5 separate regions of the Mus musculus genome follow, and regions 1, 2, 3 and 4 are each linked to region 5. Evidence: chromatin contacts called from public Hi-C and HiCAR-type data. All regions are on one chromosome and are shown on one strand. Each heading gives the region's core, a stretch centred on a gene start, on an enhancer-like site or on the middle of the called end of the contact. The rest is flanking DNA. Distances are from core to core; before and after follow the strand shown. Region 1 has its middle 130 kb from the start of Abcc12. Region 2 overlaps Gm39215 (a long non-coding RNA gene). Region 3 has its middle 72 kb from the start of Gm33687. Region 4 has its middle 110 kb from the start of Gm33687. Region 5 has its middle 19 kb from the start of Abcc12.

What was found. Hi-C and Micro-C count contacts between places; a contact is called where the count stands out from the background. HiCAR-type assays count read pairs that join an accessible place to other places.
Region 1: a Hi-C map of cortical neurons shows a contact between it and region 5, with 3 times the contacts expected there. The contact joins two enhancer-like sites. A contact is called at or near these places in 6 of 39 promoter capture datasets (the C10 cell line, embryonic stem cells, liver and 1 more), 5 of 15 datasets of contacts at CTCF or cohesin (the NIH/3T3 cell line, embryonic stem cells, large pre-B cells and 2 more), 6 of 484 Hi-C or Micro-C datasets (cortical neurons, embryonic stem cells and stem cell-derived neural progenitor cells) and 1 of 9 other capture datasets (adipose tissue).
Region 2: a contact with region 5 is called in a Hi-C map of uterus, with 4 times the contacts expected there. The contact joins two enhancer-like sites. A contact is called at or near these places in 1 of 39 promoter capture datasets (stem cell-derived epiblast-like cells), 1 of 15 datasets of contacts at CTCF or cohesin (pro-B cells), 7 of 484 Hi-C or Micro-C datasets (cerebellum, embryonic stem cells, nephron progenitors and 2 more), 3 of 115 datasets of contacts at active chromatin or transcription factors (embryonic hindbrain, embryonic stem cells and microglia) and 2 of 9 other capture datasets (embryonic stem cells and liver).
Region 3: a Hi-C map of pancreatic cancer cells shows a contact between it and region 5, with 4 times the contacts expected there. The contact joins two enhancer-like sites. A contact is called at or near these places in 14 of 39 promoter capture datasets (the 3T3-L1 cell line, 3T3-L1-derived adipocytes, the C10 cell line and 8 more), 1 of 15 datasets of contacts at CTCF or cohesin (the NIH/3T3 cell line), 27 of 484 Hi-C or Micro-C datasets (the G1E-ER4 cell line, the HL-1 cell line, cerebellum and 8 more), 2 of 115 datasets of contacts at active chromatin or transcription factors (embryonic stem cells and large pre-B cells) and 2 of 9 other capture datasets (adipose tissue and liver).
Region 4: a contact with region 5 is called in a HiCAR-type map of astrocytes, with 2.1 times the contacts expected there. The contact joins two enhancer-like sites. A contact is called at or near these places in 6 of 39 promoter capture datasets (the 3T3-L1 cell line, the C10 cell line, embryonic stem cells and 2 more), 1 of 15 datasets of contacts at CTCF or cohesin (embryonic stem cells), 2 of 484 Hi-C or Micro-C datasets (cerebellum and cerebral cortex), 2 of 115 datasets of contacts at active chromatin or transcription factors (astrocytes and embryonic stem cells) and 1 of 9 other capture datasets (embryonic stem cells).

The regions. Positions count from the first base shown.
Region 1 is chr8:86,438,071-86,443,487 of GRCm38.p6, forward strand. No RefSeq gene overlaps it. Among named protein-coding and RNA genes, the nearest start is that of Abcc12, 130 kb to the right of the region's middle. Within about 2 kb of position 1,436, at least 67 of the 459 cell types and tissues checked have an H3K27ac peak or open chromatin away from gene starts, as enhancers often do. A contact at or near this core is called in cortical neurons and stem cell-derived neural progenitor cells, where this site is marked.
Region 2 is chr8:86,819,163-86,824,309 of GRCm38.p6, forward strand. All of the region lies in intron 1 of Gm39215 (a long non-coding RNA gene), which reads right to left. Among named protein-coding and RNA genes, the nearest start is that of Gm39215, 4.5 kb to the right of the region's middle. Within about 2 kb of position 1,674, at least 54 of the 459 cell types and tissues checked have an H3K27ac peak or open chromatin away from gene starts, as enhancers often do. A contact at or near this core is called in stem cell-derived neural stem cells and uterus, where this site is marked.
Region 3 is chr8:86,349,503-86,354,667 of GRCm38.p6, forward strand. No RefSeq gene overlaps it. Among named protein-coding and RNA genes, the nearest start is that of Gm33687, 72 kb to the left of the region's middle. Within about 2 kb of position 2,234, at least 14 of the 459 cell types and tissues checked have an H3K27ac peak or open chromatin away from gene starts, as enhancers often do. A contact at or near this core is called in pancreatic cancer cells, where this site is marked.
Region 4 is chr8:86,387,245-86,392,222 of GRCm38.p6, forward strand. No RefSeq gene overlaps it. Among named protein-coding and RNA genes, the nearest start is that of Gm33687, 110 kb to the left of the region's middle. Within about 2 kb of position 2,872, at least 97 of the 459 cell types and tissues checked have an H3K27ac peak or open chromatin away from gene starts, as enhancers often do. A contact at or near this core is called in astrocytes, cerebellum and cerebral cortex, where this site is marked.
Region 5 is chr8:86,582,878-86,587,887 of GRCm38.p6, forward strand. No RefSeq gene overlaps it. Among named protein-coding and RNA genes, the nearest start is that of Abcc12, 19 kb to the left of the region's middle. Within about 2 kb of position 2,419, at least 93 of the 459 cell types and tissues checked have an H3K27ac peak or open chromatin away from gene starts, as enhancers often do. A contact at or near this core is called in astrocytes, cerebellum, cerebral cortex and 5 more, where this site is marked.

The sequences.
Region 1 (5,417 bases), core at 186-2,685, 150 kb before region 5:
GTGTAGCCCAGGAAGAGGCATACCATGGAGACTGTGCTAAGAGCTCTGTACCACTCAGCCTGCTCTTAGAATTACGGACTGACACTAGTTGGCCTTCTGTCTTTATCTCGTCTCACCTCCAAAGCCCCCAAAGGTCAATGGGAATGTTGATATGAAGGCCCACATCACAGATGGAGCCACACATGTCACAGATGGGGGGTAGCATCTCAGCCTAACTGGAACCAACCAAGGCAAGCACTCTGAAGGGGCAGAGCAGTCTGTATCGCTGTCAGTTAGTGGGAAGGGCACTGAGCATCTTTGAATAGAATAGAGGAGAGTATAGGTTCCTTCATCCTTTGAAATTTTCCCAAGAAATCTGGACCCATGTTTAAAAGTTACCTGTAAGCCTGTCACCTGTGTAGTAATTGATCTACACACTCCTGATCTTTCACTCTTGGCTATACTTTCCACCTCTTCATCTTATTGTATGAAGTCTTAAATTGTCCCCATAGAAAGATGAAAGGTGAACTTTTAGTGGAGTATAAGCTAAGAATCTCTAAGATCACTAAGATCCACTTTCTGGGATTATCCCTGTAGTGATGATGCTGTTCCTCTTTGACATATGGTAGGATAGCCCTCTAAATGATCAGGATTCATTTTCAATTCTTCCCATGTCAGAACATACACAAGTCCTTTCTTCACAGACCCTCAATTATTCCTGTTACTATGGAAACCACTGCCTGTGTCAGAGCACCTCAGAGCGGGTGGGAAGGAGGCATGAGCTGCTGCCATGGCAACATGTCTCTCCACAGCAGCATCTCACAGTCTATGCCATCTTGTTTCCAAAGAGAAGGAATGTTTACTGGGAGATCTGAGTAATTTCCCAGGCTGGGAGGTGGGAACTCAATAACTTGACCCTCATCAGTAGTTCGGTCAGCTCTCTGTGCCTGTTGTGAAAGACGTAGAAAGAAAGGTCACGTCAATGTCCTGAAATGCTCACAGAGGGCAGAACCCATTTGAAGCTGCAGTATCAGCCCACTGCCTTTGCTTCAGTGTCAATACTGATGTCCATAGTAATCTTACATATGCATGGCCTGGAACACGAGCATCAAAGGTCAAAGGCATAAGCCTGAGCATCTGACTCTCTGAATTCTAGTTCTGGCCTGGCTATCTCCTGGCTATGTTGTTGTGGGGTATCAACTAGCCTGTGCCTTAAATTTCTCTTCTGCTGTGAGGATGATAATAATTGTTCCCATTACACAAAGAAATATCACCAAACTTATGAAAATCTCTAAACTCATCATGTCGGTCCCCAATAAATGTCTAATGTCACCATCACTCGCAATAATTAGATTGTCTAATTTGTGTCATGCCTCACAAATTTGGTTACTGTCCTGTACAAGTGTACAGACAAAGAGAGTGTAGGTCACCTCTGTCCTCTTTCTGGAGCATACATTCTCAGTAAGTCCAAGCCATCCCTAAGGGGATATCAGTCCCTGTGGGTGGCAGAGGAGAAGCATCATTCTGTTGTATATTGTTCTGGTTGACTTTTGTCAATTTGGAACCAGCTACAGTCATTTGAGAAAAGGGAATCACAGTTAAGAAAAAGTTCCCATTAGAGTGGCCTGTAGGCAAGCCTGCAACCCATTTTCATGACTGATGATGGATGTGGAGCTGAGGTCTACATACCAGCCCAGTCCACTGGAGGCAATGCCACCTCTGGTCAGGTAGGCCTGGACTGTGTAAGAAAGTAGGCTGAGCAAGCCATGAGGAGCAAGCCAGTAAATAGGGCTCCTCCATGGCTTCTGCTTCAGTTCCTGCCTCCACATTTTGGTTCTGCTCTGGTCTCCTTCCACAGTGGACTGTGAAAAGTGAAAGCTGAAGGAAACCCTTTCCTCCCCAAGTTACTTTTGGACCTGGTGTTCCTCACAGGAACAGAAGCATAACTGAGACATACACAAAGCAAGATGATCTGTGTAGGATGTAAGTATACACACAGTGTGTCCCTCCTGCTAACATTTGTGAGCAAATGTATAGAAGGCAAGGAATGGAGGAATGTCTGAAAAGGCTCTTTGAGGAGATGGCTCTACAAACAGGACAGTCTTTAAGAGTCATCTGCAGGCAAAACCAAGCTCAGCTTACAACTCACAGTGGAATCAAGGTCAGGATTTCCAAGTTAAAACACACACACACACACACAAACACACACACACACACACACACACACACACTCCACAGATACTTCATTGGCAGGACAAACATACTTTGCATAACAACCTTGAAAGACTATCCATTGCTCAAGAAGATGGTATAAACTTGTTAGCAGGAGTGCAGAAAACCTCCAAAGTTGCTATTATTCTTGCCCTGGCGAGTCAGAATTTGGGCCTTGACCAGCACTACAAAACGAAATCCCCAAAACAGGCCCCGAACTCAAAACCCTTTCAATGATGTCACTGAAATAGCTAGCCTATAAGCATTTGTGTGGCAGGATATTTGATTATCCTGTGAACCCCAAGATTGTGTTGTTTACTGGAAAACCACATTTTTGGTTGTGGTGTGGCTCAGCCTTAGCACAAACCCTTAATCCTTCAGGGTGGAATTCAGACATGCCTTTAGTACACATCTTTATCCCCAAAAAATGAAATTAAAGTTAGTTTGTAGAAGGAAGCACCATGTTTGAAAGTGATGTCTAATCAAGTGGCAGACAACATGATGAATCAGAGAACGATATCACAGAATAGGATATGTCCAACTCCCATGAGAAGAAAGAGAAAAAGGACACTATTTAAAAGAGTAGTGCAGAGAAGGAGGCAGTCTTACTGGGAGAATTTTACAGAGACAGGTTACAGAGAGAACAAGCTAGACACAGGTAAAGACAGAGCAAGCCAGAGAATGAGTAGGAGTCAAAAGATTAGAACAGATTGCCAGAGTTGGTATGAGGTCAAGCAGAGCAAAAAGTCAGAGGCTGAGAAAGAAGCAAGTTTGAATCAGTTACAGTGGAGAGGAGTTTGAACCAGAACAACTAAATCAGGAGTCTGAGCTGAATCAGCTGGCCAGAGATAAGAAAGAACTACAAAGGGGTGAATGTATTCATCAGTAAGTCTCAGAGGCTGAAAATATCCTAGATCTGGATTAGATTGTATGGAGTCTAGAAGCTTCCAGGACTAGGCCTAGGTTAGCAGAGTGAAGCAGTAAGCCTCCAAGATAACCATTAAATCTGGTGACTAAAAGTTACTATTACACATTAAGTTTTTTTTTTTTTTAGTTTTTTACTTTGTTCTGTATAATTTGTGTGTGTGAGAGAGTCAGACAGACAAACAGACAGACAGACAGACAGACAGACAGACAGACAGACAATCAGTCTCCATGGAGTCCAAAAGGGGCTGTTTCTCTGGAAAGCCGGACTTATGGAGGTTATAAGCTGTCTGATGTGGGTTCTGGGAACCAAACTCTGGTCCTCTGAGAGAGCAGCCAGTGCTCTCATGCTGAGCATCCTTACATCCTGAGGCACTGAGCTTTTAATGGGGAGAAACGGGGCCCTTCACCACTCTGAACATCTTCACCAACTGTGGCAAAAGATCAATGTCTAGAATAAAAAATTTCGTAAGCTAAACATCAAGAAAAGCACTTGATTTTAAAATGGGCTACAGAGGGCTCAGAGGTTAAGAGCACTGACTGCTCTTTCAGAGGTCCTGAGTTCAATTCTCAGCAACCACATGGTTGCTCACAGCCATCTGTAATGGGTTCTGATACCTCTTCTGATGCACCTGAAGCTATAGTGTACTCATATACAGAAAATAAATAAATATTTTTAAATGGGCTACAGAACTGAGCAGAGTTCTGAAGAAATAGAAACAGCTAGTAAGACTCTAAAAAAGTATTTATCATCTATAATAACCAAGGAAATTTAGATTAAAAGTGCTTTAAGATTCCATCTCATTGCAGTTAGAATGGCTGTCATCAAGAAGTCATCATGCAAATGCAAAGGATGCTGGTGTAGATGTGGGAAAGGAGAACTCTGTTACTCCGTTGGAGGGGATGTAGACCAGTTCAGCTGAACTCACATGTGACCCAGACACACCACGATAAGAAAACACCACCCAAATGATTCTACACTTGCTCATCCACTTTCATTGATGCTCTATTCAGAATAGCTTGAAAATAGATTCAGTCTGGATGTCCATCAAGTGTGAATGAATAATGTAAATGTGGTACACATACAACAGAATTTTATTCAACCGAAAAGAAAAATGAAATTTGCTAGAAAATGAATGAAACTGGAAACAACCATGCTGAGCAAGTTAATTCAGGCCCCAGTGGCAAACGCCACATGTTCCCTTATATGTAGATCATAGCTTCTGACTTTTAGATGTGTTTGCCTAAATTGGAATTCTGTAGAGACCTGACAGCACAAAAGCAGTCAACGTGGGGGAGCAATGGGGGAGAAGGTGAGACCGGGGAGATCTTAAACAAAATTTACAGGGTATGAGGCAGTCTTTTAGACTGCTTTATAGGCTGATTAAAAAAACATAAAATAAAAGAGAGAAAAGGCACAAAAATCCCTGCCCTAACCAGCAACCTTGAATGTCTTCCTAGATCATGTTTATGTTCTAATTTCATGATTAGCTAAGCAATTTCACATCTACCATGATCACGAGACACTACTTTCATTCATGTTGTTAAAATTTTGGAAATGAAGGGAAGGTGCCCCCAATAAACCAACATTTTCCCCCAAAGGGGCCACACAGACAAAATGTTTATAACACTTTTAGTTCATGGCTTGACTTGGAGTTCACTTTTCACTGAAATCAAGCCCGTACACACGACCATGTCAGCCTGAAACACGTGTCACGTCTGAGGTTGGGTTTGCCTTATACAGAGGTCTGTGTTCTCGGACCCTGCTGTGACCTCATGTAGACTCTCGAGGGATGGTCATAATCCACTAAGATGATTTCATGGGTTTGAAACCTGGGAAAGATTGGAAAATGCTGCAAGCCTCTATATGCCTTTTTCAGACACTGAAGTATGGGGTGAAGAACCCGGATTCTGGGGTCAGACTCCCACATCCTGACTCCACCATTACCAAGAACTGTTGTAGAGATTCAGCCAAGTTTCTTCACTTCACTTGCCTGTGCTTCCCTTATGTGAATGTCCCCAGCGTCTGCTCTGACGAGTCGGTGCATGCCCAATGCACCAGGACTACCACACAGCTGATTGTAGTGACCACTGCACTTTGTTGTTGCACAAGAGTCTAAAGAAGGTGGTCTGAGGACCAAATTGTGTTCAATCGTGTGTTCTAGCACGGACAAAGGACAGGTGGAAACAAAGCCAGGCCCAAAGAAAATGGCAAGCCTGCCCTGAACAGGAAGCATCAAGGCAGCCAGACAAGGAAAGTTGAAGGAGAAATCCCAGGAGAGAACAGAAGAGAGTGAGAGAGT
Region 2 (5,147 bases), core at 424-2,923, 240 kb after region 5:
TCAGGAGGGCTCCACGGGGCTTCATGCAGGCCCTAGGGAGCTCTTGGAAAGACAGGTCTCTCCCCTCAGGTCTCTTGCACCCCTGACCCAGCAGCTCCCTGTCCTGTTCTTCAGCCACCTGCCGGCTCCTCCCAACCCCTACCTTCCACAGCCTCTGTCTCATGCCCTCTCTGACTGCAGGGCCCTTTCCTCTTGGAGGCAGGACCTGCCCGTCTTTCCTCTTTTCTTGACTTCTTTATCTATTTTCACGTCTTTTGTCTTCTTTCTCTCCTTTTACTTGGAAAACTTTCAAACATAGAGCAACGTTGCACTAGTAATTCAATGAGTGTGTTTGTATCCCTCGACTGGACTCACCAACGGTTGGTGCGCTCCTGTTTCCTGCACCCCAGTGTGTCTGTGCTTTGACAGGCTTTACTGGCAGAGCCTCGGAGAGTGAGTTAAATCCCCTGTGACTCATCCCTTGCAGTTTCAGCTGTGTTTTCTAAGAACAGGACATTCTCTTACATAGCTACAATTTAAATGTCAACAAAAGAAGCCATATATCAACACACTACTCTTTTATAAAATAAGTCCCGTATTTAAAGATCACAGTTGCTCTTAAAATGTCCCCTTTTTTCCAGAGCTTCTTTTAAAAAAAGATTTATTTATTATTTATATGAATATACTGCCTCTGTCTTCAGACACACACTAGAAGAATGCATCGGATCCCATTACAGATGGTTGTGAGCCACCGTGTGGTTGCTGGGAATTGAACTCAGGACCTCTGGAAGAGCAGTCAGTGCTCTTAACCATTGAGCCATTTCCGAGCTTTGTTTTTGACCCAGGAGCCAGCCTGAGAATAAATATTGCTATGAATCAGAATGTCTGGGTTTCTCCAGAGCCGCTGTTCCTAGGCTATTACTCAGTGAGACCCTATCTCTGTTTCAGTCCCCAACCCACAAAAGGAGGCTCCTGGTCCCTCTAGCTTTGTTTTGGCTCCTCTCCTTTTTTCTCCTTTCCATGTAGACATCTCTGCAGGACACAACCTCTGGTTTATCTCCCTTCCCAGAGCCCTGTCTGCCAGAGTCTAGGGGAAAGAATGCTTGCCTGGAGTCAGCCAGAACCAGATCTCAACTATGGTTACTTCCAATTCCTGCCCAGTCTCTGCTTTCCAGACTTCTGTGTTGTAAGATGCTCTGAGTGGACTTTGCAGGCATCCAGGAGGATCTTCCTGGGTGCTGTCAGGATTCCTGGGAGGATGGAAGAGTGTATATGGTACCCAGCTGAGTTCATGAAGCAGGAGAACATGGAGCATCCACTCCCAGCTCCTGGATGTTCCTCTCCCCCAGCTCTATCCAGCCTGGTCCTCTCATGCTTGATGGAGACCAGGCCTCAGATGAAAATCACATTTAATAACAGCAGGAGTCAGGGTGTCTGGGCCTGCTGTACATACCTATAATGCCAGTATTATGCATGCAGTCCCACCCATCCCATGAACGTGATAATCACCCATAAGTTAAGCTGGCTGATAACCTCCCCTACCACCTCTAGCTTGCTACATCAGAAATATCCCCAAACCTTTGCTGGGTTTGAGTATCTGCGGCTTCTGTCTACCCACAGTAGGAATGACAAACTGCCTATGGAGCACTGTTGACATCAGACTCCTAAGGAACATCTGGGTCCCATTAAGCAGCAGAATATTAAAAAACCAGGGCTGGCCATGATCCAGCACCCAGCAGGAGTGGGTAGGGCCACCACTCCCCTTCCAGGGTGATAGAGCTTGAGGCCCACCCAGCTTCCACAGGCATTCGGAGGAAGGAGAGGGGAGTAGCTTTTGCTAGCAGCCCAATACTGAGTCCTCTGAAGAATCATCCCTGCCTGCCTCTCGGGTTTCCCATCACAGTGAGGGGAGTGCTATGCTGACATGCTATCAGACAGCTAGGGGGCGCTCTGCCTGTATGGGCTTGAAGTTGAGGGCTGCAACCCCACCTAGTGCAGAGGATCATGCACATGTGGACATCAGGCCACTCCTTGCCACTGCTGCACTGGGTTCCTTCTAATCATGCTCTGATATCTGCTTCCCAGAGCCGCCAGAACATCCAGTTCAGTCTTCACTACTCAGAGAGGGCAGGGGTCCAGCAAAGGCCATGCATCAATGCAGGTCTCCACCCAGACTACTGCCCTGTGAATAGAGAGTAATGCTGCTTTCACTAGGTGCAGACTTAAACCAGAGCCCAGCGGCTATTTGAAAGATCTCTCAGACACTGAGCCACCAACCAGGCAAGCAGACACCAGCTGACACATGTACAGCAGAGGACTGCCTGGTCTGGCATCAGTGAGAGAAGATACACCTAATCCTTCAGGGACTTGAGGCCCCAGGGAGTGGGAGGTCTGGTAGGATGGGGTGGGGTGGGGTGGGGACATCCTTTTGGAGATGGAGGAGGAGGTATAGGATGAGAAACAGTTAGAGGGTAGACAGGAGGGGAATAATGACTGGACTGTAAAAAAGATAAAGAGATAATAATAATAATAATAATAATAATAATAATAATAATAATAAGAAGAAGAAGAAGAAGAAGAAGAAGGAAAGCCTCATAAAATTATCCTCAAAATAGTTGGTGCCAAAGCTAAGAAGATAGCTTAGAAGGTAAGGCTACTTGCTATGTAGGCAAGCATGAGGACCTGAATTTGAATCCAGCACCTACATGACAAGCCAGGTGTGGCTGCATGGGACTGTAACCCTAGTGTTGTGGGACAGGGTCAGGTGGACCCTGTATCCAAGGAATAAGACAGAGATTTAGGAGAAAAATACCAGACATCCTCTTCCAGTCCTTATAATGTACTTACTGATGTGCATGCAGCCCTTCACACGCACACATGTGTACACTCACACAAGTGATAATGAAAAACATTTCAAGGGACCAGTGGGACCCAGGCATACAGGGACTCTGCCAGATCAGTGGCATGGGTTTCTTCTGGTCTGTCTGGGCTGGTGCCCTGAGCAGACCTTGGGCGCAAATTCCCCAGCCAGTCTCACAACACCCAGAGGAAGCTCCACTCCTAGGCGCTCTAACACATCCAGGATCTCGGGATCCCAGGAGCTTGGTCACACCAGGATGCCAGGGTCCCAGAGGCAGCTTGACTCCCAGGAGCTCTGACACACCCAGGATCTCAGGATCACAGAGACAGCATGAGGAGTTCTGACACAACCAAGATTACAGGAAGGACAGGCTCCAGTCAGATATAGAGAGGGCAGGTAGCACTAGAGATAACCAGATGGCAGGAGGCAAGTGTAAGAACAGAAGCAACAGAAACCAAGGTTACTTGGCATCATCAGAACCCAATTCTCCCACCATAGGAAGTCCTGGATACATCATCACACCGGAAAAGCAAGATTCAGATCTAAAATCACTTCTCATGATAATGATAGAGGACTTTAAGAAGGACATAAATAACTCCCTTAAAGAAATACAGGAGAACATAGGTAAACAGGTAGAAGAACTTAAAGAGGAAACACAAAAACCCCTTAAAGAATTACAGGAAAAAAAAAAAACAATCAAACAAGCAAAGGAAACAAACAAAACCATCTAGAATCTAAATATGGAAATAGAAACAATAAAGAAATCACAAAGGGAGAAAACCCTGGAGTTAGAAAATCTAGGAAAGAGATCAGGAGTCATAGATGCAAGCATCACCAACAGAATATAAGAGATTGCTGGGCATGGTGGCACACGCCTTAATCCCAGCACTCAGGAGGCAGAGGCAGGCAGATTTCTGAGTTTGAGGCCAGCCTGATCTACAGAGTGAGTTCCAGGACAACCAGGACTACACAGAGAAACCCTGTCTCAAAAAACCAAACCAAACAAACAAACAAAAAACAAAACAAACCAGAATATAAGAGATTGAAGAGAGAATCTCAGGTGCAGAAGATACCATAGAAAACATTGACACAACAGTCAAAGAAAATGCAAAAAACAAAAAGCTCCTAACCCAAAACATCCAGGGAATCCAGGTCACAATGAGAAGACCAAACCTAAGGATAATAGGTATAGAAGAGTGTGAAGATTCCCAGCTTAAAGGGCCAGTAAATATCTTCAACAAAATTATAGAAGAAAACTTCCCTAACCTAAAGAAAGAGATGCCCATGAACATACAAGAAGCCTACAGAACTCCAAATAGACTGGATCAGAAAAGAAATTCCTTCCATCAACATAATAATCAAAACACCAAAATGTACTAAAAAAAAAAAAAAAAGAAAGAAAGAAAGAAAAAGAAAGAAAGAATTTTAAGAGTAGTAAGGGAAAATGGTCAAGTAACATATAAAGGCAAACCTATCAGAATTACACCAGATCTCTCACCAGGGACTATAAAAACTAATATCCTGGGCAGATGTCATACAGACCCTAAGAGAACACAAATGCCAGCCCAGGCTACTGTACCCAGCAAAACTCTCAATTACCATAGATGGAGAAACCAAGGTATTCCATGACAAAACCAAACTTACACAATATCTTTCCACAAATCCAGCCCTTCAAAGGATAATAGATGGAAAACACCAACACAAGGAGGGAAAAAGCAAGAAAGTAATCTTTCAACAAGCCCACACAAACATAATTCCACCTCTAACAACAAAAATAACAGGAAGTTAACAATCACTTTTCCTTAATATCTCTTAATATGAAAATGAATATTACCAATATATTCTAATCACTTGAAATTCAAAAATATGAGGAATTAGAAATTTGTTGGCTGTCATCCAGTGGCCTCTCTAATTTTGTAAAATCAATATACATTTTCTGCTTGTTTGTATGTGACTGTGTCTTACTGTGTACCACATAATGGTCTTGGAATCATGTTTCTATCTCAGCCTCTCTATTAGTAGGATTGTTTATTTGATGTTTTTACACTATACTATGGTTTTCAGAACAGCTTACATATTTCAAAATTATTTATACAGCCAAAAGAAATGTAGACAATTAATTTGGGAGGTGGCTTGTAAAAGAACAAGAAAGAGTGAGACTGAAGGTTTTGCTTGATATTTATAATTATTCTATCAATTTTGAAGAAGAGGATCTTATAAGTTACTCTTTTTCTGAGATGAATGCTTTTCAAAATCAACACAACCAATGAGCCAGAATCTTACCCTCACCTAATGTCTGTGCCACCCT
Region 3 (5,165 bases), core at 984-3,483, 230 kb before region 5:
TCTCTATACAGCCCTGGTTGTGCTGGAACTCACTTTGTAGACCAGGCTGGCCTCAAACTCAGAAATCCACCTTCTCTGCCTCCCAAGTGCTGGGATTAAAGGTGTGTGCCACCACTGCCTGACTTGTTTTGTTTTGTTTTGTTTTTTAAAGGCAAACCCTGGGCAATAATTTGCTCATATACCCTTTTAACCCTGAGCTTAGATACTGACAGCAGCTGTGGGATGCAGGCTCTAGCACAGGGATTTCTTGTCTCTTGTTAGGAATTCTGTACTCTGCCTAATGGGTATCTTGTCCTCCTCTTCCAGTCCGAACTGTGAAGAATAAAAGTGTAAGTTAGTAAAGCCCACAAGGACCACCAGAGGGGGCTGGGATGGGAGAGGTGCTTTCATGCCTTTTGGTAGTAATACAGCACTTGTAAACCAGTCAGGTTCCAATTCATGCTTAGTTGCTCCCACGATTTAATAAATGGCCCATGTTGTCTTTTTTTTTTTTTTCACCAAGTGAATTAGGGAAAACTCATCAATATGTAAACAAAGGAACAGTACAGAGTTGCATGTGATGAATGACCATATTCTCAGTACATTAACTGAAATTTTCTGTCTCTGGTGTCCTTTCTCTGGTTCAAAAAACAAAAACAAAAACCCAACAACCAAATTGTCTCACAGCAGTGTTTCAATACCTGTACCATTTGTCTTTAAGTTATCTCTAAAGGCTGCTATAATGACAGCTTTGCACTGTGAGTCATTAGGTTCTCCATAAAGAATGGATTCACTGAGAGAATATCGCATACCATCACTCTCAGTGTGGGCTGGGCAGCTCCTCATGAGTCACCCTGGACAGTAGATGACAGACATCTTCATTATTCTCTGCACCGATGACTCAGTCTGAGCTCCTTGATGAAAAGTATCACTGGTTTTTATTTCTTTACTATATTGTCTGGTTGAATAAGCTAATCACAAGGAACAAAGCACACTTTTCACAAGCCATGTGTGCTTGGATGAGTTACCCACCCACTCTGAACCTCATTTATAATTATAAAAATTATACAAGATAATTATGTCTGAATGCTAAAATTAAGAGTTTGTATAGGCTGGGGAGATGGCTTTTCAGTAAAATGTTTGCCCTGCATGAGAAGCCCAGGTTTGGTGGTATGTTTGCAGTCCCAGAGCTAGGGAGGCATCCAGACTAGCTGAGTTGGGTAGCATATGGAAAACAGAACTAAACTAAACAAAACAACCACCCAAATGCAAACAAAGTAAATGGCTCCTAAAGAATGACCCTTAAGGTTAACCTCTGGCCTCCTGTGTACTAACACACACACACACACACACACACACACACACACACACACACATTGACATACTGTGTGGAGCTCAAGTGAGCCAACCAAATATAATCTGCACAAGCGACTTCACTCAAACAGAAAAACCACTTGGCAGAGCCCGTCCTGAATGGTAGGGCTGAGGAACTGTAAGCTTAATAATTGGTGGTTGTTTTCAGTCACTACAATGCTTTAGTTTTTATTTCTACTGGGTCAAGAGATGCCCAGATACCAGGTAAGATGTTGTTACTCTGTGTGTCTGTGAAGGTGTTTCTGAAAGAGGCCTTCACTGGGTAGACATTATTCAATCTGTTAATGAAATTGAGCTTCTCCAATTTTATCCAATCCTATTGTAGTGGTTTGAATATGCTGGGCTCTGGGGAGTGGCACTATTAGGAGGCGTGGCCTTGTTGGAGGAAGTGTGTCATTGTGGGTGTGGGCTTTAAGACCCTTGTCCTAGCTACCTGGAAGTCAGTTGTCTGTTTGCCTTTGGAAAAAGATGTAGTGCTCTTAGCTCCTCCAGCACCATGTCTGACTGCCTGAATGCTGCCATGGGTCTCACCATGATGATAATGGACTAAACCTCTGAACCTGTTAGCCAGACCCAATTAAATTTTGTCCTTTATCAGAGTTGCCTTGGTTATGGTATCTCTTCACAGCAATAGAAACCCTAACTAAGACGCCTCTGTTTTGGAAAGGGAAAAGGAACTGCAGTTAAGTTAATTGATCATATGCATGTGACAAACCCCCAGTAAAAAATCCCTGCACTTGCAGTTTCTGCAAACACAGCTTGCTGTAAGTACCCCTTCCCCTGGCTGTTCAACTGGATCCTTTGCACTAACCCTTACAATACATGGGCGAAGGGTTTGTCTGGCTTCAGTGAGCCATGCCAGCAAATGACAGGGATTGAGTCACCAGACCCTCTAACCACAAGGAGTGTGACTGGCCTCTGAAGTAGGCTTGTTTTGGGATGTAGTGGTACCTGGCTCTATCTCCGAGTAGAAAATGTCAAAATTGAGTTGCTCACAGGCTCTCTAGCAGATGCTGAAAAATTGATGTGTGGCCACAGATCTGTTCCACGTGGAGCATATAAGAGAAAACAGTTTGTTCTTCCTGTTACTTTTCCCGCGTGTGGGTTTTCAGAGAGGACTCCACCTTTGAAGGATGACTGAAATCTCACAGATCAGCTTGCTTTGAAATGAAACACCATGTGTGGTGCTATCTGCCTTTACTATAGTAGAACTCACACGTGGGCTGCATGGAAATGATACAGAGGTACAAACTTTACGACACTGACCTGCCCAATCCCAGTCTGTTCTCTTTGCACTCTGTTATGTCCCTTTTGAGGACTGGTGTGAGAGTATCAGGGTTTTCTAAGTTTCTGTCTTATGGCCCATTCTTAAAGGTCCTTGCTCATTGGCAGATAAGAAGCCTCAGAGGAAACAGCTTGCCATTTTCTCCCCTGCTGGGAGTTAGTAAGTTTTAAGATAGGACTGTAGGGGAATTTATAGATTTGGGGGCTTTGTGCCAGACACCAGAAATAAACTGCTGTGTGTGTGTATACATGCATATTAATTGCAGGAGGCTAATGCCAGCCTTCCAGTCCCTCAGACTGTCCAGTGAGATTGAACCCAGTTGACCATAGCAATAATTAGTCCAGTAGCATGTCATGTCTTATTTCCTTTCATGGTCTCACTCTTGTTTATGGAATCACCTCAGATAAACTACCACACATGAATACATTTACCCAAAGTTTGAAGCTTTGCCTTTCTTCTCATTTGTATTGGTCAGGGATTGCTAGAGGAATGGAAGCAATAGGATGTTTAAAATGGATTTATTAGATTGACTTACACTACTTGTGCTGTGTCATCCAACAATAGCTAATCTACATCACATAGTTGCTCAGTCCATGTGGCCTCAGGAGTCCTAGTCTGATGATGAAAGTAGGAAGGAGTTTTGGAGATCTTGGGGCTTCAGTCTGTGTTGAAAGGTCAAAGAAGTTGGGTTTCAATATCAGTGAAGGATGGAAGCAAAGATATCAACAGAGTAGATGCACTCATCAGCAGGAAGCAAAGGTGAGGAGGCAAAGTAAAAAAATCTTTTCTTCCAGACCTCTTTGTATCCAGACATACCCTCATGGACCTGACCAAAAGCATGTTTCTTAGTTGATCTCAGACCCAGGCAAGTTGACATCCAAGATTAAGCAACACCTCAGTGAAGGAGCGATGCATGTGAGCACATAATCTTTACAGGCATGTCATAATTTACTTCTCCATTGCTGTGATAACATACTCTGACAAAAGAAACTTAAGGGAGAGGACGTTTGTTCTGTTTGTTTGGGTTATAGTTGAAGCTACAGTCTGTGGTGGTGAGGGAAATCAAAGTGTCAAGGGTTTGAAGCGGCTGCTCACATTGACTCCACAGTTAAGAAGCAGAGGCTAGTGAATGCTTGTGACCCATTGCCCTTTCCGTTTAATACAGTCCAGTATTCCCTTGTGCAGAGAATGGTTCTACCCACAAGTAACATGGATCTTCCCATACAGAATAACACTATCATGACAATCCCCAACAGGTCTGTCTGGAGGCCCAAGCTCCAAGTTTGTTTCTAGATTGTGTCAGATTAACAATATTTGTCATCACAATAAATATAGGCACATACACATGTATAAAGCATATACTATTATGTGAAACTAAATTATGTGTGTACATACATATGTATGTATGTATGTATGTATGTATGTATGTATGTATAATCTATCTTATCTATGTCTATCAATCATCTAGATATCTATCATCTATCTACTATCTATCTATCTATCATCTATCATCTATCTATCTACCTATCTACCTACCTATCTATCTATCTATCTATCTATCTATCTATCTATCTATCCATCCATCCATCCATCCATGGCACATTGTAGATTTTTAAGGAATAGTGATTTGATCCCAGGCAAAGAATATTTTTCCCCTCAATCCTGACCCAGATTTTCCAGCTCTTCAGAGACTCTGTTTCTCTGCTCTTTGCCCCTGGGGCTGTGTTATGTAAGCAGAGGCACAGAGGTACAAGGAAGCTTTACTTAACAAAGCATGCCTTTGCTCTTAGAATTCATCATTTGACCTTCAGCCTTCCGTCTGCTGCACCTTGCAACTTTGTATCGTGTGAAGAAGAGCATGCTTTCCAGGAGAAGCAGAGGCAGTGAGCCCAGTCTCTCCATGTCAGCATGACTTTTAGGGAAACACCTGTTCAGATCTTCAATTAGCAGCCCTGCTTGGGGGATCAGGCACTGGTTTTCAGAAGCCAGTAGCAGGAAATCCAATGAGAAACACTGTCGTGTGTCAGCATGAGGGATTGTGATTGTGTGCCTAAAGTTACCTTGGCATATAAAACTAAGGTCATGCATGGTGACCACATGGTGGCTAGTCTAATTTCTTTTCCTTCTGAATGGCTCATGTATCTCCAGGTGTTTCTTTGACAAAAAAAAAATGTTTAGATGTTGTTTCAGTTTGGGAGTTTGGGTTTTATTGCCTTGAAGAGACACCACAACCAAGGCAACTCTTATAAAGGACAATATTTAATTGGGGCTGGGTTACAGTTTCAGAGGTTCAGACCATTATCATCATGGCAGAAAGCATGGCCACATTTAGGCAAACATGGTGCTGGAGAAGGAGCTGAGAGTTCTACATCTTGTTCTGAAGGAGAAGACTGTCTCTTACATACTGGGTGGAGTCTGAGCATAGTAGGGGACCTCCAAAGCCCACCCTACAGTGATACATTTCCTCCAACAAAGCCCCACATCCTAACAGTGTCACTCCCTATGGACCAAGCATATTCAAACCACC
Region 4 (4,978 bases), core at 1,622-4,121, 200 kb before region 5:
TTTAGTAGCTTCTCTGACACCACTCAGGGATGCCCTAATCTTTACTCTCCTGCTGTGCAGTGAAGGTTTGTGACACAAAAATTACCATGGACATTTTCTGCACAGCACCGAGCCTACTTTGTTCTTAGCCTCTCTTATGTCACAGATTACTCTATTGCTTTCCCATAGAAAGTGTCTTGTGGGACATTTAGGTAAATTTTCATATTTTACAAGCATATGCAACAGAGAAATAACAGTCCTAATGACTGCTTTCATTGACTTATTATTTGGAGATGAGTCTCATAAGTGGGCTTGTTCTTTCAAAAGGTAAAACCATCTGGTTTTGACTCTAATGTACTGGGACACAAAAATTTTAAACATTCAATATTTTCCAAAGAGAATTATTCTCTGGGTAGTCTAAATAGCTACCATTTAAAAATTAAATATAAAAATATGCATGTACTTTATGTAATGCAGTCTCTTTGCAAAGTCACTCCGGTATAGCAGCCAAGATAGTCCAAAAAATATTTAGATTTAGGAAGGCAAAAATCCTACCTACCCTCTTGTATTAAATCACTCCTGAATAAGAATGTGGTACACAGTTCCACACAATCTCAGCCGACATCTGTAACCTGAATCCTATTGAACAGCTGAGGATAGCAGGAAGAAAGAAGCCATGTACTTACAATGCAGCCTCAGGACCCCAGGAACCAGTTGTTGCTGGAGTGGAGCAAGTGGCTGTAGTCTGGGAACAAGGGGCAGAGTAGAGTCAATCTGAAGGACAGAAGAGTGCCTGGTGGAGCTCCCATCTAGAAAAGATGGACACAGCCTGGCAGGCTGGCCATGTCAGAGCAGATCCTGGAAATGCATGGAAGTCTGCGTCTCTTACAGCACAGTGACTTTAACAAAGGTGTCAAAAGGCTCATTGCAGAAAGGACAGACTCTGCCACTGGTGCTTGGAAAACCAGATCTCCATGTGCAGAAGCTTGAAACTTTATCCCAGTCTTTCAGACTACAAAAGTCAACTCAGAATGTACCCAGGACCTAAATGTAAAACATGAGAACATGAAGAACACTTTCAGATATTTGTAGAGGTGATGAAATTGCTAATATGTCTCTAGAATTACAGGAAACAAAGTAGGAGATAGATAAATGGGATTACACCAAACTCAAATCAAAGGAAGCAATCCACAGAGTAAAGAAACAGAGAGAGTGGTTTGAAATTTTTGCCAACTACTCATCTGATGCAGAGTTAATATTCAGAATATGTAAAGAATTCAGAAACCTAACAAAAAATATTCCATACACACACACACACACACACACACAGGTACACTCATGCATGCACATCCACACACATGCACACACATGCTCACTGTAAATACATATGTAAATAAAATATTTTTAAAAATTGAAAAAAAAGAACTAGGTAAGTTATCTCCCTACTGGAGAAATGAATGAATCAAACTTACAATATGTCACCTCACTCCAATTAAAGGAGCTATTTAAAAAGGCAAACATAAATGCTAATGATGATGAGGATAAAGGGACCTTTCATGCATGGTTGGTGGGAATATAAATTAGGAACCTACAAGTTAAACTATATCCACCGAATTGCCTACCTATCCCACTCCTGTGTGTACATCTAAAGCAAATGAAATCTGTACACAAAAGACATAGTTGTTTGTCCATGTTGATTGCTGTACTGTTTGTAATAGCTAAGGTTGAAACAGCCTAGATACCCAACAATAGATGATTAAAGAAAAAGCAATACCAACAAGTGGAGTGTGTGTGTGTGTGTGTGTGTGTGTGTTAAGGGGGGAGGTGTTCAGCCATAAAAAACAACAACAATGAAACCCTGTCATGGTAACAAGATGGATGGACCTAGAAGACATTACATTAAATGATTCAAGCAGAGAGACAGAACACACATTGTTTCATAAAGGAAGCTAAGGGAGTTGGGTTAAATGTGTGTGTGTGTGTGTGTGTGTGTGTGTGTGTGTGTGTGTGTGTGTGTTGGTCAGCACCCACTTTATTCATATACTGAAATATCACACTGCATCACAGCAATATGTGCAACTAATACATGTTAACAGAAATAAATTATCCTAAAATGCGCCTACGTGTTGAATAGGGAAGCCTGCAGCCCTCTGCTCAAAAGATATCATTTTGCTGGCAGACAGGCAGTATTGGTATATCCTATAACATTAAAAACACTGTAGTTTATAAATATTATGTATTCGGAAGTTTCTATATTGTGTCTGGGGGTTGAGTTTGACAGGGGGTAAGAGAGGACTCCCTCCACTTAACTGTGGATGCAAAGAAACTGTATTTCAGGTGGAAACGTTTGAAAACCCAGATGTAAAGAGGGGACATACAGCCAAAGTCACTATAGTGAGTGCCTGGAGAATCAGGGAAGAGAAGCACTATTATGCGCGGGGCCTTATGTGTTTAATTATAGACTCTAATTGACTTTTAATTATGTGAATGTATTACTTTGATAAAAATTAAAATTGAGGAAAGAAGGAGAAACAGCTCACAGGCATTGGTCTGCCCCTGAAGTCATGTACCTCGTGAGTCAGATTCCCATAGGGAGATTTGGCTCAGGCAGGGTCTCCTTGAGTTTTCAAACCATAAATAAGGCCTAATGGCTTTGAGAGGTAATGAACTGGCCAGCAGCCAAGAGAATCCTGATTCCTAACAGACAGGCCCAGGCTCCATCTCCAGAGTTTAGATCTCTGCTGTGGGCTTCATGCTGGCCTAACTTCTTAAGTGAAACCTCTCACTAATTTGCCCTTTGCAATGCAATCTACCCGATGAGTCACTGATACTGTTGAGAGTCTAACCAGTGCTGGAACTGAGAGAGCCCTCCCATGCAGGCCCTCTGTTGCCATGGAAACAGCACTGCTCAAGTTTCTCTGTTGCTTTGGCAACCCACTCCCATTTCCTCCCATCACTACTGCTGGGGTATTTTGCTGCCAAGATAATGGTCTCTATTATGGTTTGAATGCTAATGGGGCAGTCCTCTACCCCAGCCTACTCCAAGCTCCCTCTGTAGCTCTACACTTGAGACCTTGTCTAAGTGGCATTTCAATGAGATGGTAATGGATGCTCAAATCAGATGAAGAGGAGCTATAGTGGTGGTGTGGATGAAAGAAGGGTTCAGCTTCTTATCTTGGGAAGGAAGAAATGGTATCTATGTACTCAGAGAGGCATGGATTGGAGTGTCATCCATCAAAGGGCTTCAGCTGTGTGTCAGGCCTCAAGCCTTTTTCTCCCAGTCAGTTCTGTATACTGGCAAATAAATAAAGGCACTGCATAATGAATACCTGTATGTTCTCAGTGCTAGGCTATGTGCTTTACACCCATTTAACTCCTATTTTACAGACAAAGAAACGAACAAGCAACCTATTCAGTGTCATTGGATTTGGGGTTTAAACACAACTCTCAGCGGTTACACTAAGCCACTGCTGACTTGGGACCACAGAAAATAACAAAAGTATCAGATAGTTGTCCTTGCAAAAAGACCTTATGGAGAGTTGAGGAAGAAGTGTAAGTACAAAGGGTAGAGGTGGAAAAGAAATGCCTTACCGAGCCGGTGAAGTACGGAGCTCAAGTGTGGGTACAGACATGACAATACACAGTTCCCTGGACATGGAGTGGCGTCTAGGAAACTGGAAAGCATAGTCAGTCCCCATCCCTTACAAGAAGCAGAGCCAGGGTGTTAGCTTCAGAGTGGGTGTCTCAGCGACCCACTCAGCGAGGCTCCTGCTTATGGCGCTAGACTTGTAGGCATTCAGCAAAGAGAGAGACCTTTGTCTACTTCTTCTTTTGAGATTTGGATTTACTCGAGACCATCTGACTCTTTTATTTTGTTTTTTTTTTAAAAGAGTTGAAGTTTTATATAAAATTGTTCTAAATTTTATGGCTTCCAATTTCGAAATCCAATAATCCTATTTCCTTTACTTTAAAAGTAGATTTTTTTTTTTAGCTACCTCAAGTCCTAATGGAGTTAAAAGGAATATAAATCTTCAGTAGAGTTTTTCTAGGTCTTAGTTTTTTTCAGCAGTTCCCAGTGCTCTGCTGTGTCTTCCATATCTGCTGGTTTGGCTCCCACTCTCCTCTGTCAACTCCCGTGCTTGGGGATTTTCTGCAGTCAGGTCAGAGAGAAGGCAGAGTTCTCCAAGCAACACAGGACAGAGTCTCTGAATGCCATCTGACTCTGGTCACCTCAAAAACACTACTCAGTTATCAAGGCCAAGCGAAGATAAATTCATTTTTAGTTTCATTCCACTTGCATGTCGTCAGGGTGGCTTTTCTTGGGCTGGAAGCAAAGGTGCATGGAGGTTGGCCCAGATGGGGCTGGGGGATGGTGAGAGCATTTACATCTACATCCAGATCCACTTCTTTGTCTCCATCACTCCTCTGTCCCAATAGTTATGTGACTTAGGACATATCATTTCATTTTCTTAACCTCACTTCCCTCACTTATGAATACAAAACAGGACGAGCAATTATTCCCATGCAGATTAAACAAGACCACAACTATTAAAAAAAAGGCTTACAGTACACCAATGCTCAGCCGTTATTACCAAGGTTTACCTTTGAAGTGGGAGTGGGTGGGTTGGGGAGCAGGGCAGGGGTAGGGAATAGGGGGCTTTGGGGATAGCATTTGAAATGTAAATGAAGAAAATATCTAACAAAAAATGCCTTATAAAAATTTAACCCACTAAGCGTCTCAGGTCTCTAGAAATCCTCTACTATAAATACTGTTGTGCTTCTGCCAGTTTCAGCCTGTTTAAGCACTGAAATTGGAATACAGTATTTCATAATGCCCCCTGATACTCCTTTCTTAGGCTCCTACATGGACAGTCATCAATACCCAGAGCTTTCAAATGTCTGACTTTGCAACTGTCCACTCAGCATTTACACACACACACACTCACACACATACTACATGTACTAATACATACATACATACACTCACACATACACACAT
Region 5 (5,010 bases), core at 1,169-3,668:
GACAGGGAGGGAGGGAGGGAGGGAGGGAGGGAGGGAGGGAGGGAGGGAGGGAGGGAGGGAGGGAGGGAGGGAGGGAGGGAGGGAGGGTAGGAGACAGGAAGGCAGGAAGGCTGAGAGGCAGGAAGACATGGAGACAGGGAGGGAGGAAAGCAGGGAGGGAGGGAGGGAGGGAGGGAGGGAAAGAGGAAAGGAGGGAGGAAGGGAGGCAGGGAAAAAAGAAGAAAGCAAGAGTAGAAGGAAGGAAGGAAGGAAGGAAGGAAGGAAGGAAGGAAGGAAGGAAGGAAGGAAGGACGGAAGGAAACTTTGCTATATTTTCTCATTCTTTTAAAAATTCTAAATGTAGGGGCTAGTGAGATGGCTCAGCGGGTAAGAGCACTGACTGCTCTTCCTAAGGTCCTGAGTTCAAATCCCAGCAACCACATGGTGGCTCACAACCACCTGTAATGAGATCTGATGCCCTCTTCTGGTGTGTCTGAAGACAGCTACAGTGTACTTATGTATAGTAATAAATAAATCTAATAAATAAATAAATAAATAAATAAATAAATAAATAAATAAGGTACCATGTGCAAAACACACAGCATTTTTTTTTAAAAATTCTAAATGTATACTGCTAATCTAAAGATACTAAACCCAGGGCTGGTGAGATGGCTCAGCGGTTAAGAGCATCGACTGCTCTTGCTAAGGTCCTGAGTTCAAGTCCCAGCAACCACATGGTGGCTCACAACCATCTGTAATGAGATCTGACGCCCTCTTCTGGAGTGTCTGAAGACAGCTACAGTGTACTTACATATAATAAATAAATAAATAAATAAATAAATAAATATTAAAAAAATACTAAACCCAAAGATGGCTGAAGTAAAAGATTTGTCAACTGCTAGATACGCTATCCATAAAAAGGCCAGGTCCTGGACCAGTGTCTGCAAATTCCCAGTAGCAGGCTAAGCAGCCCCCTGGAAAATGTACTCCATGGAGCAGAGTTGGGGGCTGGCTTTATTTATTTATTTATTTATTTAGCCTTGGAGAAGGGAACCCTGACTGACACTCACCTCACCTCACCCAGCCCAACCCCCAGCTACAGACACAAGGGGTGGCTGACACAGAATAAGAAGCTTGGAGCAGGACATGGGTCCTTAGAGCTACATCCCCCATATTGGATGTTTGCCTGTCCCTCTGGTCCTTTCTTCTTCTGTCTTAGATCAAAGTGCAGACAAGTCTGTTCAAAGCCAGTGATGGGGTTCTGAGCCAGACACCCCTCCTGCCAGAGTGAGGATCCCTCTATCAGAATAAATGTTATTTATTTATATCAGATAAATGTTGTTATTAATCTGTTCCCATGCCGTGGGCCTCTTTGATTCTCCAGTGTATTTTCAAAACCTTTTTTTTAATGTCCAAGACACGATATGTAGAATTACAGATAACCAATTAAACTAAAAGAGTGCTATGTTAAAAACAAGGCAGGATATTATGAAACATAATCTACTGTGTTGACGCTCTAAGTAACATAATCTAGAAGGAGGTCTAATGACCACCAAGAGTCCAAAGCATCAATACACGTGAGGTTTGTGAAAACTGGGGCAACCAAATGAGATTTGAGAACGCCCATTGATGCCGCCATCCTCGTGAAGGTCGTGGATATGATGTATTTGATTACCTCCATTATGATAAAGGGAAAATGCTAAATTTCCATTAGTAAAAATAATGACATTTTTTTCTGTTCTAGCCCACAGGCACATGGACGACAGACAGGTCAGCTCTCAGACTGGTAATCTGTAAGGTTGCTTCTAACACAAATTATCTAGATGAGACAAGGGGATGTGTATAAAATGTGTTAGGACGTCAGTTTTGTTTTGTTTTGTTTTGTTTCTGGCAAGCCCCCGCTGACCTAGAACTCTGTAGACCAGGCTAGCCTCAAACTCAGAGATCTGCCTGCCTTTGCCTCCTAAGTGCTGTGAGTAAAGGCTCTTGCCACCAGCCCTATGTAAGAATTTGACAGTCTGAAGAGTTGGCACCAGAGTATCACATAGGTGGAAACTGCTTTTGTTCTGAGAACTGTCTGTTAGTCATAGTGGCCCATACATATACCCAGCCACATGAAAGGTTAGAACTGGAGCTACAAGTTCAAGGCCAGCTTGGACCACATAGTGAGTTTGAAACCAGCCACTGCAGAGTGGCTTTAATAAATTTGCTCTGAGTGATTTAGCTGCTGCTGACTTTGAAAATAATCCCAGAAATAGAGATTGATGGAAGAGATCGGGGCTGGGGAGGTAGGTGGAGTCCTGTGGATCGGTGGCAGTAGCCTCTTTCCCATCCTCTGACTCAGGGATCTGCGTTTTTCTGTCCGGATTCCGTGTAGATCACTGCAGTTTTGAGTCTACGGAGCCTTCCTGCATTACTAGGAAGAACCTGCCATCTGCTGGCCAGCTTGAGTAAAACATGAGGACCCTCCTGAAGGATGATGGCTGTTTGGGGAGGGCGTTCTGGTACAAAGGCCATTGCCACAAAATAGGTCTGGGAGGGACAGATATTTTCTATTAACAACTCTGGACTTGGAAGAAGCCGGATAGGATGGCACTTAGAAGGGCCCTTCGATTGCTCTTTGGGACTCCGAAAGTAACGAAAGGGGATAAAAGATTGAAGAAAAAAAAAAAAGTAACAGGGAAAATAGCTATTGAGAGAGAGAGAATGAGGATTTACAGTCAAAAAATACCCCACAAAAAGAAACAGGTGTCACTGGAGACGCCTCCGGGCGGAAGAAGATGAGAACATTTCCCCGCCTTCGGTGTAGACCGTGTTCTTCGGTTCTGAGATCGCATCGCCCTCAGGCAAAACTGTTCCTTCTGCACTGAACGTTCTTCCGACCCCATCCTTCTTATCTAAGTAAATGTTTGTTTGCTGCCGCTCTAGGGAATCTGCAGCAAGTCCGCTGGGCAAGCGAGCTCTATGGAAGCTCAGCTCAGCTCTTTGTCGACACCTCCTGGCACTGCTCTGGAACTGCCTGCTGACTTGTTTACTGCTTACTTCGTGTCTCCAGAGATCAAAACCCCCAGGCAGGGTATCATTTAAAGGCAGCTCTATCCTACTGTGAAAAACTATGCGAGACTATTAGCTTACTGGATTCATTTTTCTTGTGGAATTTTGAGGAACTTGGTGATCACAATTTGAAAACAAATAAAAATGCGTTGACACATTTTTTCCCCTAGAGATCTTCTGCCTAGAAGTTGAAAATCATTTCTTTTTCTATTTCAATATCTGCCAACACCCTTGAGGGGCCTGCCGGCATCCATAGCCTGCTCATAGCAAAAGCCTCGCGATTCTAGAGAGGGAACCCCTCCATTCAGTCCATGTGACTTGGAGCTGATCCTGTCCTCCCACACAGGAGTGACTGGGCCTGGCAAATCCAACTTCTAATAGCTTAACATGCTTGGTTCAGAGATGAGCATATGACTGAGCTAACCCAATGAGAAAATACCCTACTTTGAAACCTTGACTGAGAATTTCTGAACTTGGTAGGCCATGGTCCTGGAGCTTGTGGTCATTTGGTGCCGCCAGAAAGTGGAAAGTGGCCAGAAGTAAAGCCAGAGGTAAGACGGTGTCTACAAGATCAACATTCTTTCTGTACTGGCTCCAACCCAGAACTTTTACTGGACTTCCCCATTCCATTCCATGAGCCATAGCTACTGGGAAGACTTTTATAAAGAACATATTTTAGACAGTAGCTATCCCAGTGTCCAGTTAAATAGGAAGAATAAGGGAAGATGAAGGTTGGGGGTCAATTAACGTTTTGTCTCTAGGAATGTCCCTTACTCTCAGTGTACTGTGGGGAGCAGAACGCCACCCTCCCTTTCTCTTTCTCTCTCTCTCAGATGTATTTGTTTTTATTTTAGGTGTATGAATGTTTCACCTGCATGTATATCTGTTTATCACATGCATGCCCGGTGCCTGCAGAGGCCAGAAGAGGGCATCAGATCACTTAAAACTGGAGTAACATGAGCCGCCGTGTGAATGCTGGAAATTAAACCCGGGTTCTCTGAAAAAGCAGCCAGTGCTGTTAACAACTGAGCCACCACTCAAAATCAGACCAGTTTTAATGCTCCAGTCTTCCCATATCCACACCTTTGCTTCCTTTACAGTGAACTGCACTAGCAGCAGCAGCAGCAGCAGCAGCAGAGGCAGCAACAGCTACAGCAGCAGCAGAAGCAGCAGCAACAGCAGCAGCAACAGCAACAGCAACAGCAACAGCAACAGCAACAACAACAACAACAGGGCATCAGCAACAGCAGCAGCAGAAGCAGCAGCAACAGCAGGGCAGCAGCATCAGCAGCCACTGCCATCTGCAGTGGAAAAACTGCAGTCCCTGCATTGAGTTCCAAGGAAGCAGATGCTATGGTGAAGATGCTGGACTTCAGCTGCTTCACTGGTTGGCCTGCCTAGACTCCTCCTGCTTGCTCCTACTCTAAACACATCCCTGTTTACTTCCTAATTATGTCCCAGTGTCTGACTAGTGAGAAGAGAATGAGTCACATGGAGACACACTAAAGAATATGGAGCCCAGTGCATTGCTTGCTGGAGTACTGACCACTTTAATGGACTGGGTTTGTTGTTGTTGTTGTCGTTGTCATCGTCGTCATCATCATCGTTGTCATTGTTTTAACCAAACTATGCCTTGCTTTTTTTTTTTTTTTGGTGGGGGGCACATTGTAGCTTGCAGAGTGTTCTTGTATAACATGACCTTGCCCAGTCTTCAAGGGTACCTCAGTGAGGTGGGACAGATCAGCCTGAGTAGCCCAGCATCCAAGAGAACTGCCTACCGTCCTCCACATCTGGCTCTTTTCTAACCTTGCCTGACTGGGTGGTAAGGAATAACCTGTGTGACCTACGGGTACTCCAGGCCTGTGCTGCAGATCCCATGCAGTTATTAATTGGGATCCAACAGCCAGAGGGGTCCCAATTAATACCCCAAGGAGGGTTTGCCTGTTGGGCAAGAAGCCAGTGATTCTCCATTTTCTG